3 separate regions of the Sus scrofa genome follow, and all the other regions are linked to region 3. A link is a contact called in public Hi-C data. All regions are on one chromosome and are shown on one strand. Each heading gives the region's core, a stretch centred on a gene start, on an enhancer-like site or on the middle of the called end of the contact. The rest is flanking DNA. Distances are from core to core; before and after follow the strand shown. Region 1 overlaps TNC (tenascin C). Region 2 has its middle 31 kb from the start of TNFSF8. Region 3 has its middle 69 kb from the start of TEX48.

The links. Hi-C and Micro-C count contacts between places; a contact is called where the count stands out from the background.
Region 1: a contact with region 3 is called in a Hi-C map of embryonic fibroblasts, with 6 times the contacts expected there. The contact joins two enhancer-like sites. A contact is called at or near these places in 1 of 5 promoter capture datasets (liver), 24 of 47 Hi-C or Micro-C datasets (adipocytes, blood, brain and 14 more) and 2 of 2 datasets of contacts at active chromatin or transcription factors (alveolar macrophages and skeletal muscle).
Region 2: a contact with region 3 is called in a Hi-C map of omental adipose tissue, with 4 times the contacts expected there. The contact joins two enhancer-like sites. A contact is called at or near these places in 2 of 5 promoter capture datasets (fetal skeletal muscle and liver), 28 of 47 Hi-C or Micro-C datasets (adipocytes, adipose tissue, alveolar macrophages and 16 more) and 2 of 2 datasets of contacts at active chromatin or transcription factors (alveolar macrophages and skeletal muscle).

Annotation. Positions count from the first base shown.
Region 1 is chr1:255,530,479-255,534,203 of Sscrofa11.1, reverse strand. TNC (tenascin C) reads left to right here. Exons shown (of 23, transcript NM_214230.1): 23 at 250-654. The coding sequence ends at 360. Among named protein-coding and RNA genes, the nearest start is that of TNFSF8, 73 kb to the right of the region's middle. Within about 2 kb of position 2,358, at least 22 of the 83 cell types and tissues checked have an H3K27ac peak or open chromatin away from gene starts, as enhancers often do. A contact at or near this core is called in embryonic fibroblasts, omental adipose tissue and retroperitoneal adipose tissue, where this site is marked.
Region 2 is chr1:255,426,653-255,430,222 of Sscrofa11.1, reverse strand. No RefSeq gene overlaps it. Among named protein-coding and RNA genes, the nearest start is that of TNFSF8, 31 kb to the left of the region's middle. Within about 2 kb of position 1,347, at least 11 of the 83 cell types and tissues checked have an H3K27ac peak or open chromatin away from gene starts, as enhancers often do. A contact at or near this core is called in adipose tissue and omental adipose tissue, where this site is marked.
Region 3 is chr1:255,278,585-255,282,301 of Sscrofa11.1, reverse strand. No RefSeq gene overlaps it. Among named protein-coding and RNA genes, the nearest start is that of TEX48, 69 kb to the right of the region's middle. Within about 2 kb of position 1,356, at least 7 of the 83 cell types and tissues checked have an H3K27ac peak or open chromatin away from gene starts, as enhancers often do. A contact at or near this core is called in adipose tissue, embryonic fibroblasts, omental adipose tissue and 1 more, where this site is marked.

The DNA of each region.
Region 1 (3,725 bases), core at 1,109-3,608, 250 kb before region 3:
CCTGGGAACGTCCGTATGCCAGAAATGCAGCCATAAAAAGCAAAAAAAAAAAAAAAAAAGAGTCCGATTCAGTCCACCCCTTTGAAAGTTTTCGCTACACAGATCAATACACAAAGAGGCAAGAAACAGCTGGGAGCTACCAAACGGTCAAGTTGAAACAGACCTCATTTTTGTTCCATTAACTAAACAACAGGTCAGTGAACACCTTGCCTAATGGGAACCAATCTGGAGCTCTTCTCTTTTTCACAGGGTGTCAACTGGTTCCACTGGAAGGGCCATGAATATTCAATCCAGTTTGCTGAGATGAAGCTGAGACCCAGCAACTTCCGGAATCTGGAAGGCAGGCGCAAACGCGCATAAATTCCAGGGACAACTGGGTGAGAGGAGTAGGGCTCAGAGAAAGAAAATAATTTTACCAAAGCTTTGATGCAACCAGTCCGACCATCCCGCCACACCTGGGCATTTGGCAGAAGTTAAAGGTGACATGGACCGCGGGGGCCGGCGGCAGCAGCACTGGCCTCGCCCACCCTGCAAGTACTTCCTTCAACACCAAAGACCACAGCGTCCAACAGGTTCCTATTTTGTTGTTTGATTCAGCAAAAATCTCCCGGTGACAGCATCACAATGATTTTCCTTCTCTTGGGTGGCTCTGGGAATGGGAGTGGGGTAGGCTGTACAGTGTAGTTTGTTTAGAACCAGCCGTATTTTACACAAAGCTGTATAATTAATTATCGGTATTTTTGTTAGCAGTGATTTCGTGTGTGTCCCGAAGCCGTCCCTTTTTTTTACATTTCAGAAAAGCAATACTGTTTCGATTTTTAAGGATATGATTAATATTATTAATATAATAATGATGATGATGATGTAAACTAAGGATTTTTAAAGACGTCTTCCTTTCCAAAACACATCTGGACAGTACCTGATTGTATTTTTTTTTTTTTAATAAAAGCACAAGTACTTTTAAATTGGGCTGTTGGTGTACTTTTCATTGTTGAGCCTGAATTCCACCAAAGCCAAGTGTTCAAACCAAGTGAGGAACTTCGAAAAGGAGAGGGACTGAGGGAGGAAAACCGTTTTGAGCAAAGTTGAAGAAGTTTGGGAAAAGCTTATAACGTAAGATTCAGCTTCCTGCTCATCACTCCCAAGACTTACGCTTTGTGGTTTAAGTGACATTTTTATACTCATTTTCTAATGCAATCTCCTAAAAATTCCATGACATAGATGAGGTGACAATTGTGGTCATGCAAGGGTTAGAGTCCCCAGAGGCAGACGGCCTGAGTTCAAACCCTGGCTCCTCCATTCCTCAGTCCCTGGCCTCTCCAGGCCTCAGTTTCCTCATCAGTAAAGAGGGGGGAGCTGCCTCTCCAGTTCCATGGGATTTCTGTGGGAAATAAATGATACCATCCCCAGACGCTCTTTGCATGACGCCTGGCAGATGGCAAGCACTCATGAGTGCGGCTATTGCTACCGTCACTTTATATATGGCCAACTGGGAGTTCCCGTCGTGGCTCAGTGGTTAATGAATCCGACTAGGAACCATGAGGTTGCAGGTTCAATCCCTGGCCTTGCTCAGTGGGTTAAGGATCCGGCATTGCCATGAGCTATGGTGTAGGTCGCAGACGCAGCTCGGATCCCTCGTTGCTGTGGCTCTGGCGTAGGCTGGTGGCTACAGCTCCGATTGGACCCCAGCCTGGGAACATCCATATGCCACGGGAGTGGCCCTAGAAAAGACAAAAAGACCAAAAAAAAAAAAAATGTGTGTGTGTAGTGGACTGGGGTTACCAGGAGTGCAAGGACTTGCCAGTGGCTACTTCCCCAATTAACAATGGAACCAGGATGTAAACTCAGGGCTTCTGGCCCCAGTGTTCTTGCTCTGCCCCAAGCCCCTGATGAAAACCTCTCCTTCCCTGAGGACACGGGTGCCATGGTGACAGAGTAGTGCTGCACAATGAGGGGTGTGGGGCAGCTATCTGGATCCTTCATCAGGCTCCTGCAACCTGGTGAATTAGAAAGAATGTCTGCTAGGACTGTGTCCTTCTCCTGCACTCATCGGCCCCTAAAAGGAAGGGAGCCCTGTGTCACCCAGTCTGGCCTGAATACATCTGCTCATGGGGGAACCCACGGCCTGGCAAAGCAGATCTGTTTGTACTCAGTGAATGTGAGTCAGAACCGCACATGATACATTTCTCTTTTAAATACAGATGTGGGAGTGGGGGGGGGGCAATACTCAGTTCATTCTCTTAGGAATTTTCAACAAATCGACTTATTTAATGAAAATGTTTGGGCTGATAGGCCTCACTCAAATGGAATGTGATGGCTTCAGAAGCCAGGATCGCAGGAATGTGTGGCTCCAGCCAGATCCTTTGCTGCTGAGTTTATCTTGCTTTAATAAATGCTGTCATGTTATATACACAGTTTGCTGTTCCAGATCATAAGACTTGTTGCCTACAATCCAGCCATAGCAACACTCGCCTTGCTGTATTAACCCAAACAAACTGGCTCCCTGTAACAACCAAACCTTACATGGGAGGTTTAACCCTCTACTGGCTGCTGATTTAGGAGTTCCCAACCCAGCCCCTCCCAAAAAAGAGATATAACTAAGCTGGTAAGGAATTCCCCAGAGGCCACACAAGAATCAAATTCTCTTGGTGAAGAAGCCACATCAAACAAGAGTCCTTAATCATGGCCTTTGGAAGGTCATAGATGCCTCCACGTGGAGGCCAGGTAGGCAGAAGGTCTGAGGCCATGGCATTAGAAACCTGCCCAGTAGGTATACATTGTCTGCTCCACAGGTTCTGGCCAGAAGTGTGAGCTCAGGGCTTCTCAAACACCCTTCAGTGGCCAGCTCCGTGGCTCCATTCAAGCAGCCTTCTTCATCTTGAAAGGTCTCCTGAAATCCTACTCTACCCTCCCAGTCCAAGCTCAAGTTCATGAAGCACTCCAAGGCTCTCATGGAGAATTAACTCCCAGGGTGTTCGGTCTTCCCTCTGCCCCTCTGCCATCTGTACACCTCCTTCCTGTTCTGTGTCCCAAGGGCTACCCTACCTGAACTAGATCAATGGACCCGCCTGCCCTCAGGCTTCCATGGGCAGCACATGGACATTGAAGGGAGGAGACTGCTGGAGAAGGGGGCGGGAAGGAGAGTCAGGGCACTGGTCCTCCAGCTCCATCTCTACGGGTCATGGTGGGCTGGCATCATGCTGGTGAGTTTCCCTCATAAGAGGCGCAGCACCTGTCAACTGACTACCTCCACACGAGGCTTCAGACAACTGCTATGCCCACTTGCCCCTTCAGGCCTCCCGATGGTCTCTGCTCCTCCCTGGGGGGCTACGCTAGCCCTCATGGGTCTCCTCCATACTGCCCGTGCCATTGGAAATAGTCCTGCTCTTTAAACTCTTCTCAGGGGCCCTGACAGGCAGGCCAGCCCTCGGGGAGTGCCAGGTGCTCAGTACCACTCTTGTGACCACCTGACGCCCCTATTCCCGCCTCGCTCCCTGGAGTGGACCTTGGTCATTGGATGGCGTCCCACCATTCAAACTCCTCTCTGGTTTTGGAAACTTTCCCATTGGTGAGAACCCTTCCTCCCACCATGGAAGCCGTGGGGAAAACACTCTCCTCCCCACGGCAGCCAGGGCAGGGAACTTGAGCTTGGCCCACTGGGTAACTGCAGAGGGACTCAACCTTGAGCGAGGAATGCAAACCAAGGAGCCTCTGAGGCTGGCTTC
Region 2 (3,570 bases), core at 98-2,597, 150 kb before region 3:
CCATCTTGGCATAGTGGAAACGAAATCGACTAGTATCCATGAGGACGTGGGTTTGATCCCTGGCCTCGCTCAGTGGGCTAAGGAGCCAGCGCCGCCGAGAGCTGTGGTGTAGGTCGAGGATACGGCTTGGATGCTGTGTTGCTGTGGCTGTGGTGTAGGCAGCAGCCATAGATCCTCCGTACCTCCATATGGCCCAGGTGCGGCCCTAAAAAAAAAAGAAAAAAAAAAATCTGAACTCTTCGAAAGCAGGAACCCTATCAATCTCAGTCAACACTGGGTCCTCAAACCCCAGCACAGTTCCTGATATAAAAGACAGCCATTCAACAGCTGTATTTCTTAAATAAATCACCGAAGAAAATCTCTTTAAAAACAGGCCTCGTTCTAGGGAAAAGATATCAAAAGATATCATATAGCCACCAAAAAATAAAAATAAGAAGTAAAAACTCCTTACTAAATATAGAACTTTAAATTGAAAGCCACCTTTTTCTTATGAGAGAGTGTTACTATCACTCAGGAGAGTAAGAATGTTAATTAAAGAAAGGTGAAATTTTCAGAAAGCAGTTCTCTGTGCCATCAGAGAACTCCGAAGGGGAAAAGACACACCCTCACTTACTCTGTTGAGACTTTTCTATAAGCTAGGTGTAATGTTCGCTATGTAATCCATCTCTTCCTACTCCTATAAGGTGGCTATATGCTACTGGAATCATTTTCTAAGTGGGGATACTCACCCTAGAGAATTTAAATCAAATTTTAGTGTACCTTAGAACAAACTGATAGACTTCTTAAGATTCTCCTGCCCAGGCCACATCCAGACCAATTGAATTAGATTTCTAGGATTAGGACTCAGGCATCAGGATTGAGAACCCAAACTTTAAGTTTAAAGGTGTGTGGTTTAAATCCATGTTGTCCACATAGTGTCCAGGAACAATAGTTCTCGTATCACCAGATAGCTTGGTGACGATGCAGAATCTCACAGCCGCCTGGACCTACTAAAACAGAACCTGAATTTGAACAAGATCTGAGAGAGGTTCCCATGCACCAGTTTGTACACTGGTTTACATGGCTTTCCCTAGTGAGTGGAGATTCATCTGCATCTATCATAGTTCCCTGTTTCCCCCTCCACCTCCAAACTGACTTTGGGAAATGGATCTGCCTTCCCTTCTGCTGCTTAAACAAATGTTCGGCTCTAGACACTGCCAAAAGCATCATTAAGTCACAATGCCGGTATTCATTTGTAATTGTCATTACTGAGTTTTTAAAATTTGCTTTTGGTCCCGCTCTCTCCCCTGGGAATCTTAGGCAAGAGCTGGGATGAAGTGTTGGCCAATATGTTGCAAGCTTTGGAGAGAGCACAGGGAGGGCGTGTACTTTCCCTGTGGCCGAGGAAGAGAGAAAACAAGTCTGCTGAGGGCAGCGGATGGGAAAGGACAGTTTGGAGGCCCGAGTTGGAGTCCCAGCTCAGGCAATCATTAACATTAGGATCTTGATGAGTCACAGACACTCTTTAAACTTAAATTTCCTCAGCCATAAAATGAAAAGCATAATCCTTATCAAAGCTGGGGGAGAACAAACATACAGTAAGCTTGAAAAGTATACAAATGTGAGGTAATTTTACTATATCCCATATTCACCAAGGAGTGTCACTGTGGGGAGAGGAGCAGAGGAAAAACAACAGCACGTTTGAGAGAAATGAACATTCCTCGGACTTGCCGAAGCCACCTTCCATCTGTGTCCAGAACAACAAGCCATTGGACCAACAATGGTGTCTGTGAGACAAATGCTCAGGGCGTGATTTCATACTTAAGGGAAAACTGGAAAAGGCAATCAATTATTTGGCAGATGGAGTGTTGGGAGTCCCCTCCCTGCGTTTCCCTCATGGCAGCACTGGAGCATTGGTGTTTGGATGTCTTTTTTCCCCCTTAGAGTGAAGCATCTGGAAGGCAAGAATCCTCATCTGAATCCCCAGCACCCAGATCAGAGTCTGGCACAAAGTCAGCACTCAGAAAAAGCAGATTTCATCAGCAGTGAGACAAGGAATTAATGCTAAGGATATCAGCACAGAGAATTAGGAACATGTTGCATTGAAGTCTTATCTCCCTTCACCCCCGGAAGGCTCCAAGGGAAAAACCAGCTAAAGTATTTCATCATTTCATTCCCTCCACTGGGGGCAGAGATGACATAACTGCGTGACCTTTTGACTTTGCCTTCTGCTCTTACGACTAGTTTCATTTTACCAGCTGGCCTGTTGCACACAGCATCAGGCACAGAAGTAGACAAGGGAAGAAAGGCCACAACCTGTCATGGGATTCACACATCAAGATGAGGACAAAGCAAGAAGATGCTTAAGAAGGCTCAATTTCCTGCTGCCAAAGTTACATTCTTATTTGCAGCAACATGGATGGAACCAGAGACTCATACTAAGTGAAGTCAGAAAGAGAAAGACAAATACTGTATGATATCACTTATATCTGGAATCTAATATATGACACAAATGAACCTTCCCACAGAAAAGAAACTCATGGACTTGGAGATCAGACTTGTGGTTGCCAAGGGGGAGGAGGAGGAAGTGGAACAGACTGGGAGTTTGGGATTAATAGGTGCAAACTATTGCATTTGGAATGGACAAGCAATGGGATCACGTTGTATAGCACAGGGAACTATATCTAGTCACTTGGGATGGAACATGATGGAGGATAATGTGAGAAAAAGAATATACGGGAGTTCCCATCGTGGCTCAGTAGAAACAAATCTGACTAGCATCCATGAGGACGCAGGTTCAATTCCTGGCCTCGCTGGGTGGGTTAAAGATCCAGAGTTGCCATGAACTAGGGTGTAGGTCACAGACGCAGCTTGGATCCCTCATTGCTGTGGCTGTGGCGTAGGCTGGCAGCTGTAGCTCCAATTCAACCCCTAGCCTGGGAACTATATGCCATGGGTGTGGCCCTAAGAGACAAAAAAAAAAAGAAAGGAAAAACTATATATATATGTATGACTGGGTCACTCTGCTGTACAGTAGACATCAACAGAACACTGTAAATCAACTATAATGGAAAAATAAAAATTATTAAATAAACAAGGTTACATTCTTACACTCAAATATACAACCTGCACTGGATCTGATGTTTCCGTGCTCCACCTTCAAGAACTATGGTGTCTTTATTTAAATAGCTTTGTTATTTGAATATGCATAATTGATAACACTTAACTGAATACATAACTTACCAGGTTCCAGGCATCATACTGAAGGCTTTATATACTGTAGTCTATTGTATTCTGACAATACTCTGTGAGAGAGAGATTGCCATTCCCATGTTAAGAGATGAGGAGACCAAGGCTCAAAGAAATGCAAGTCCAAGTGTAAGCTACTCAGGAGCCAGGATGTAAATGCCCAGAGTCTGACTAAAGATCCACATCCCTAAGGGCACTAACACTGCTCTGCTGTGAAGCCACCTAATTTGCACAAGTGATTCCTCTGTCCGCAAGGTCCTTGCCCTCTCTTCTCAGTTTGGTTAACTGACCTCATTCATAAAAATCCCAACTCAAACATTATTTCTCAAGACCCATCTCCAA
Region 3 (3,717 bases), core at 107-2,606:
TTTCCATGGCGGTACCCAGTCTCAAACATCAGAAGTGCCAAGCAGCTATGGCAGGGAATTTTTTTTCCCTAGGAAAGCCCCCACAGTGGTATTGATCATTGTTTTGGCTACACAAATTTCAGATTCTTGCTTTCTGGCCCTCCTGGAGTCTCAGAGTTTCCTAAAATCCATGTGAAAATTCTTTGCTACTTAAATTTGCTACTAAAATTCAACAGAGTGAATTCTGTTGTCTGCAACTTAGAACCAGGACTGTTAGAGCTCCTGTCAACTACCACGTTTTACAGTTCATTTAGTCCCAAAAGAAGCTTTAGTCTACCTATTCAGCTCAGTTCCTACCCCTGACCCTACTGAATATGGATTCAAACTTTGCCACAGTCAACCTGTATGTAAACTGTCTTCTCAGCTCAACAGTGGTAGCCTGCTGAAGTCCACTGGAAAATGATCGGAGAGACTGAGTGTGGAATGAGGAGATAAGTCCACCACTGGAAACCCAAGGCAGGTCCTTTCAATACTGTGGGCCTTGGCTCCCAGGCATGCGAAATAGGAAGATAGCATCTGGCCCCAGGGAGCTGACATGAAATCAAAACCTGAATGTCCATCGACAGATAAATGGGTTAAGAAGATGTGATATACACACACAATGGAAACTACCCAGCCATAAAAAAGAACAAAATAATGCCATCTGCAGCAACATGGATGAAATTAGAGATTCTCATACTAAGTGAAGTAAGTCAGAAAGAGAAAGACAAATACCATATGATATCACATACCTGGAATCTAATATATGGCACAAATGAACCTATTTACAGAAAAGAAACGAACCCATGGACTTGGAGAACAGGCTAATGGTTGCCGAGGGGGAGGGAGTGGGATGGACGGGAGTTTGGGGTTAGTAGATGCAAAGTGGATGAGCAATAAGATCCTGCTGTATAGCACAGGGAACTGTATCTAGTCACTTGCGAGGGAACATGATGGAGGATAATGTGAGAAAAAGAATGTGTATGTATACAGATGACTGGGTCACTTCGCTGTACAGCAGAAATGGACAGAACATTGTAAATTAGCTATAATTTTACAAAATTTAGAAAATTTTACATCTTTTAAACAATAATAATGTAAGAATACTAAAATAAAATAAAATGGCAAATTTCTAGGCCTTTATCCACAGGGTAAAAAAAAAGGGCGATAGATGTGAAAACCCCTTGTCAGCTGCAGACCTAATGGTCAACTTAAATAGTGTCTTCTTCCATCTACCTCCCATGAAAGGCAGGGACTGGGTCAATCTTTCCCCTTCCACGATGCTTAGCTTGGTGATCAGGCCTCTCAGACCAGGGGCAGGGTCAAAATATGGGTCGTATTGCCCTCTGGTGGATTTAAATGGAAAGGGCATGGTTTTCAAATGGGCTACAAGGCTACAAAAAGCAAAGTCATGGAATCCTAAAATTCCAGAAGTGAAAGGGATCTTTGAGACTGTTTGGTCTAACATCCTCATTTATATATGGAACAGTGATAAAGGTCCAAGAGGAAAAGTGACTTGCCTGAGGTCATACCAAGAACAAGAGCTAGGACCAGCCCCCAGCCCCTAATGCCCACCCAGAGCAGAGGTCATTCTCTTTGATGTGAAACACAGAAACCCTCAGGGCTCAGTGTCCACATATCCCTGAACCCTTGGCACAGCTCAGCCCTGCTATCAGCAGTAGCACTTTAGCTGAACTCTGCCCAAGACTAGGTAATTTCCCCAACCCAGTTATACTGTCAAAAAGTTGTTACTTCTTTTTAAAACCTAACATGTCAATGTTTTGATTTCAATAAACAATCCAAGCTATAACTATGGCAACTTCTTAGAAATTTAAAGTGTTCTCAAGCATGACTGGATAATTCTAAGAGAAAAGAACAAGAGAATGTCTGATTTCTGCACAAATTGGAGAAGCCCTTTTTTTCAGACCCCAATCTCTCCCACAGCCTATGAAAATAAAACAATTGAGAGGAATTAAAAGCAAATCACCTTCACATCAACACAGCTGCCAACCTGAACCCGACATATATATAAGACCCCACATGCTAACGGTGCCCGATTAGCCATATTAATCAATCTAAAAAGAAGTGGGTTGTGTTGAGTCTTTGCAGTGGAGAGGAAATGTCCCATTCAGGACAATTCCTAGAGGTTTTTTGTTTTGTTTTCCTTTAAATCCCTTTGGAACCTGAACAGGTGAGAGGGAAGATCTCATTTAAGGTAGGGCTCAAATAAGCCACCTGAGTTCTGTCCCTAGAGTGGGCAGATGGGACCTTGAATACCAGCTCTTTCACGGGTAACAGGGAAGGTCCTGCCAGCCTTGCAAGGATACTGAGACAATCTTGTGAACTTCTACTCAGATCACAAACCTCACAAAAATGTGCAGAATTTTAATCACCCACTTGGGTATTCCTACTGTTTCTAGATAGGACCCTGAAGCTTAGTCTGCTTCAATCCTCTATTTCTTTTTCTACTACTACTCAAAATGACAATATCGGGTATTGTTTACAGTAACACTATTCTAAAAGGTTTGCATGGCTTAACCCAACCCCCACCAGAACACTCTGCAGAAGGCAATATTAATTATCCCCATTTTACAGATAAAAAAGACTGAAGATCACCAAAGTTCACTCATCCAAGATCAAACAGCTCATAAGTGACAGAACTTGAAGCCACGTCCACCCGACCTCAGAGTCCACACTCTTAAATCCAGCCCCACTGGGAAGACAATTTTTATCATCCCTTAGCTAAATTCCAGCAGGGTGTGGGACATCACTCCAGAAGTAGAGGTCAAAATCATAAAATGTTCTGTTTGGGTGTAAGCCCAGTGTCTTCCCAAAGTCACTTCTAAATTGAATGTTCATGCCCATTCTAAGCATTTTTGTTCCCCCTCTGCTTCATTCTAGCAATACAGGTGTATATTTGTAATCACAGTCAGATAGGAAGTGACATCAGGTTGGGAGCACATTTGAGGTTTCCTCCTTCAGGAAACAATATGATGTTTAGGAGAACTAAAGGCTTTGGAGTAAGACAGACCTGGATTTGAGACCCAGCTCTGCTGCCTCTGCTCCCTGTCTGTCTTTGGATATTTACAATAATTCCCACGTGTCCATGAGTGATATGGTCAGAGACCCAAATGATGCCTGAAACCGGGGATGGTGATGAATCGTTTTCTGCTCAAATCTGATGCCTTTTCCATCTTAAGGAGGCACTTATCATTCACTTGGCTGTAACTTTTGCCGTTTGAGGTGTGAGGGCAAAACTAGCACAGATTTCTTTTTCTTTCTTCACAATTTCACAGATGGAAGATTCTGTCTTACTATAGATTTTAGTAACCTCAGCATATGAATTTGTTTTTCCTTATTAAGTCAGGAGCTTTCTCCTTTTTCACTTATAGGAAGCCCTTTGCAGCTTTACTTTGGCACATGTCAATTGCCAGCATCACTCCTCTGGCATTTTGGATCATTATTAAGTAAAATAGAGGCTACTTGAAGACAAGCACTGTGAAACCATGACAGTCAAGCTGATAACCAAGACGACTACTAAGTAACTAAGGGGTGGGAATGGCTAGACAAAGGGATGACTCACCTCCTGGGCAGTTCAGGGTGGACAGCTCAAGTTTTTATCACACTGCAGTTTAAAACTTACAAATTGTTTACTTCTGGCATTTTCCATTTAGGATTTCTGGATCCTGGTTGACCACA